Regions from separate parts of the Bicyclus anynana genome. Here region 2 is linked to region 1. A link is a contact called in public Hi-C data. All regions are on one chromosome and are shown on one strand. The core of a region is the stretch at or near the end of the contact, and the rest is flanking DNA. Distances in the headings are between cores, read along the strand shown.

The links. Hi-C and Micro-C count contacts between places; a contact is called where the count stands out from the background.
Region 2: a Hi-C map of whole larva shows a contact between it and region 1, with 3 times the contacts expected there. The contact joins the promoter of LOC112052096 here to the enhancer-like site in region 1. A contact is called at or near these places in 2 of 2 Hi-C or Micro-C datasets (whole body and whole larva).

What each region holds. Positions count from the first base shown.
Region 1 is chr1:14,171,588-14,174,301 of ilBicAnyn1.1, forward strand. All of the region lies in intron 2 of LOC112052096 (insulin receptor), which reads right to left. Among protein-coding and RNA genes, the nearest start is that of LOC112052098, 55 kb to the left of the region's middle. Within about 2 kb of position 1,439, at least 6 of the 8 cell types and tissues checked have open chromatin away from gene starts, as enhancers often do.
Region 2 is chr1:14,227,386-14,230,143 of ilBicAnyn1.1, forward strand. It overlaps LOC112052096 (insulin receptor), which reads right to left and starts at 1,441. Exons shown (of 26, transcript XM_052884298.1): 1 at 1,300-1,441.

The DNA.
Region 1 (2,714 bases), core at 189-2,688:
ACAATTTACTCAGTTTTAGTTAATCAACAAAAAGTCACGATATTGATCTGAACTGTACTGAATAGAACTGAAAAATAAACTTATAAATTTACTACATCGTAGAAAATTGTTCACGTGAAACATGTTGAGGGACACGCGATATCTAAACAATGGACAAGATGTTGCAATGAATTTAAACAATACCATAAAACAGACGTATAAAATAGTATTTATGATCACCACAAATCAGCCTTATTGTACTGAGTATCGTGATCAAAATGGTAATTTGCAATTGATGTTTTTTTATATTCTAGGAAAAACTATGGCAGGATGTCTTGATGCTTGAATTTACTCGATTATACAGATAAATAAACCTTCCATACATTACCATAAATGGTTGAAGTATGTATTTGTAGGTAAATTACAATACACTGTTTTTAATACAACTTGTTAATTTGGTGATCTCGTCATCTTGATGTTAGGAGGAGCGCTCTATGTGAGATATATTGAAATTTAAAAAAAAACATTAATTTTAAGAAGGTTTAGTTTACAAGCACTTTTGTATCATCCGTGGAATCACTACTATCAACTACGATGCTTATTTCCGAGAGATATAATAATTGTAACATAGGCTTGTGTCCGCTATACTAATCTATAGGTAATCTATACTAATATTATAAAGCTGAAGGGTTTGTTTATTTGTTTGGTTGAACGCGCTAATCTCAGGAACTACTGGTCCGATTTGAAAAATTCTTTCAGTGTTAGATAGCCCATTTATCGAGGAAGGTTACAGACTATATTAACCCCATATTCCTACGAGAACGGAAACCACGCGGGTGAAACTGCGCGGCGTCAGCTAGTTTATTATAAAAAGGTAAAGTTTGTGTTATAGGGGGTAGTCTGTGGATCTTCCAAACCGATTTTGGAAGTTCTTATACTACTAGAGAGCCACATTATTTGTGAGTGTCTTAAGCTATACTTTATCCCCGTATTCGGGACAACGGCTAGTATTGCTATAAAAATACTGCGGTTGCATTGAGATAAGTGTTCGTTGGATAGAAGCAGGCGTTACTTTGCGGAAGTTCATCATGATTATATAATGATTTATTTATTTTGCTATGATCCGCGAAAAGTCGACGAACCCATGCGACAACGTCATCCAGGTCCGACAAAATACTCTCTACGTACGTTTCACTCCGAAACCGGAGCATCCTCAGGAGATGTTGACTCTACAACGTGCAATAATCATTATATAATAAGTGTTTGTTTCACCCTCACACAGGATTTTAATAGGCTATTGTTTTTTGGTCAAGCTATACTTACTTATACAAGTCCTAATAACATGGAGTGAATAATAAAGTGGAAGGCGGTAAAGTTGCGAAGTATGTGGGATAATCCAGAGGCGTAACGTCGCACTACGTTGATTTATGTTTCCGGTCTCTGAATGAACATATCAATGGCCGCCTCACATGGCGCGAGCATGTTATTGTTGCTGTTCATTCACACCGATCGTTACGATTGATGCAAATTACAATGTTTTTGCACATTCATTTCACAACTGAGGCCGTAAAAATCATTAGTTGTGTGACTTTAGCGAAAACATTTTCCTCCTCCCTCCTCCAGTGCGAGATTTGGTATATCGATGTTAGCAAGACCATGATTTTAATTAGCAAATGTTACACCTATACTTATAAATGCGAAAGTAAGTCTGTCTGTCTGTTACATTTTCACGGCTAAACTGAACTGATTGGAATGAAATTTGGTATAGAGGCAAAGTGAACCTTGGAACAGAACGCTTTTATCCTCGAATAGTTCACGGATTAAAATAACAGATATGCGAACGAAGTTGCGGGCGTCCGCTAGTTAATAAATTATTTGCAGTTCCAATTTATTATCATTTAAGGATTACCTACCTGAGAATTTTTTGATTCTCTACATGTGTGAAGTCTGTCAATCCGTATTGGGGCAGCATGGTGGACCTAAGGCCTAATCCCTCTCATTTTGAGGGGAGACTCGTGCTCAAAAGTGAGCCGTTTATGGATTGTTAATGATTTCATGTCAAACAACTCCGTCTATATGACGTAACAAAAACTTGAAAATATATTTTTTTTCTGTATGAAAAGGACGATTGGAAAAAATAAGAAAAAGGCATAGAGGAATAATGGAAAAAGGTAAAAAACACAAAACTCACATACATACATTTATAATATTACTTTGGATGAGTTATTCTCAATTTTTACTTCCTCCTTAACCCATTAACCTAGGCAAGGAACATCGATTCGCAAAAGTCAAAACAAAACAATAAGGTAGTGCTATCACAGAATACATAATAGTACAAGGTACTAGCATCAATATTTAAACTACGAGTGTCTCATAGTGAAATAAACATTCTTTTATCCTGTGCGTTGACACGGTTAAAATATAAACATAGGGGCCAAGTTGCAACAGCTAATTAAAATGTAGAACGGTGGTTAGGGCTCGTTCACAAATAAATGGGTGGGTAGATACAGAGCAAAACAAGTTGCGCAATGGCCGATAACGTAATGTAGGCAGCGGCTGTTGCACGCTTCGAAGAAAAATGTTATAATTATTTACTGCAGCTTATATTAAACTGTGTTAGAAAATCTTTTTTCTACTCCCATTTCGTAATCTATCCAATATAAGACCGCAAATCATTTCATAAAGCTTTCAGTCCTACAGGTCGTGCTCAAATGATTTTTTTAAAATTTTTAAAT
Region 2 (2,758 bases), core at 191-2,690, 56 kb after region 1:
AGAAAGCAATTAGAAAACATTTGGACATCCGATAAAACTGACCGTGTGTTGGTCGCGATGTGCATGATAACTGCAGTGCTAACGGCAGGACATCCGATAAAACTGATCGTCTGGTGGTCGCGCTGTGCATGACTCCATGCATATAATTATATACAGTGAAAGTATGTAAAAACTATGTAGAAAGGACGAAATCCTTTTAAAATATTACTAGGTAGGTACCTATGTTTAGGTGTTATCTATTAGTTTAAATAATTTTCCTTTAGTTGTTTACTATGCAACTAAATGAATTTAATACAATGATCCACTTTCGTCCGCCTCAGTTTCGACGTACAAGTGATATTGTCACTTGTACGTACTGTAATATAAATAATTAATAAAAAAAAATAGTATAAAATCTATACTAATATTTTAAAGCTGAAGAGTTTGTTTCTTTGCTTGAACGCGCTAATCTCAGGAACTACTGATCCGACTTAAATTTTTTTTTCAGTGTTAGATAGCCCATTTATCGAGGAGGGCTATAGGCTATATATTATCTCCGTATTCCTACGGGAACGGGAACCACGCGCGGCGTCAGCTAGTCTTTGATAATAATACGAGTAGTAGTATTCATACGCAAGCAGGCTTTTCTTACTGCGTAAAAATAAATTCACGGTTTCAGTAAGTACGCACTTGGTTCATAACTTAATAATAATATACCTACTTATGTATAATTAATTATCATTAAAAAAATAAATAAATGTTGTAATAAATAAACTAACCTCTGTTAATTGTTTTGGGTTTATTTTTTAGTTAATGTAGTCAATTAATAACAATTTAACTGTTTACAATAAAAAAATACGAATAATTTCAACAAACCATTGAACAATCCTTTAGCGATCAACAAATCGGTGTAATGATGATTTATTATTAGTAAACAGTTGGTATGTTTCAAGTATTGCTATAGTAACAGCTATAAATTACTGGGAACATAATATTATTGTCGTCTATAGAAGTTTAGGGTGAAGGTATGGCTAATGGCCATTTCATAAGACGAGAATTGGGAGAATTGGGGCCGTGCGACAAGACAAAACGTTGCCGTCAGGAGGAGGGAACGATTGTCGGAGTGCGCAGAGAAGGGCAGTTGTTTACAGCAGCAAACCACGTGGTCGCTTGCGGCGTACAAGTACATACATCAATACTACATCGCATCACGTGGCCCGCGGCACCTGTGCCCACACGAAACGCATAAACATACGACAGTAATTATTATGAACCAGATTAGCGTAGACGTAATCAGATTGAAAACATATGAAACGCTACCTGAGCCCGGCGCCTGCCGTGTTTGTCTGAGCGCGCACCACTGTTGTTTATCAATCGTCGCAGTTAATCGAGACAGAATAATGTTATCACTTTGCCACAAGCACCGTTCACTTGTTATTATAATATTCGGTAATAACCAAAAACAACACTTGTAAACACAGACACAGCGCACGATAGAGAGCGGATAACACAGACAAGCTATCGCGAACGACGCGCGCAAACGACTGGGGCAGCGGCGCGCGCGGGGCTGCCGGGCCGAATCGCCGAGCGCCGACTGCCGACCGACGAGCGACGACCCAGTCGAGGAATGCAGCTCGCCTGTTCCCGCGTGCTTATTTTTTTGGTCTGTCCGGTACTGTAGGGCGCTAGGGGACGCGATTGTTCTAAACGCTTTGGCGCCTACGGTGACGCTAAAAGCTCATTCCGCCTTTAACCACTTCGTCAACATCTAGCGCCAACACAGACTGAACAGAGCTCGCAAGTCGCAGCCAGACGGTGAAACTTGACGTCTACATCAAAAATATTTTTATAAAAACCAACTTGCACCGCCACAACTAACTGAAATCCCTACAGTCGATGAGGGTAGTTAGAGCCACTGCAGCATCAGCACTATGGTCTTTGATTGTATATGAAACCATCTCGTGAGTATCCTCTATCATGTAGGAAAAAGCTTTTGGTAGTCAGTCAAGCATTTTTAGAGAAATCTGAAAAAATGCCCGTTAAATTAAAGTGACGTTACCAAGAACAATAATAATCCCTTTTGAACCCTGATATCTTAAATAATATTACGTAGCCAGTTCCTTTGTGGTTCAGAGAGCATGTTTAGCCATAAGTCCCGTTATCACTAACACCTGATAATGATCGCCACCAAATCGAAAATCATCCCTCATCATCATCATTAACAAGCAAGAACCCATATTTGGCGCTCTGTTCAGCACGACTCTTCTATCAGAAGCTGATGACTTTTCATTATAATAATATAAACCACCGACAGACATTAGAACACACTAATGGTCATCACAGAAATATTTCCTTATTCTGCCAATCGAACCCACGGTCGTTGCAGGCAGATCACCCACTGCGCCACTCGCTGAAAAAAATTATGTACCTAAGTATAATAACCAAAAACAAAAAATATACGTACTGACACCGACAGTATCAAGAACATCAGTCTGTTTTATAAGTCGGTTCAAGAAATAGCAATTTTTTTATAAAAGAAAGACCGGATTTTGTAAGATCATAATAAACAGATTACTCACAATCAGGTTGTGTTGGATTTTTTACAACTTACGAAGTACGAAAATAAAAAATTTGCTAATTCAACAGGCAAATGTATCAAAACAACATTCCTATGTCTCTGCCGAATCGTGTGTTTTTTTTGTGCCGCGAACTTATTATTGTATCTACGAGTAAGAATTATACATTGCATATTGTATAGGCTGAGGCACGCTTATTAGAT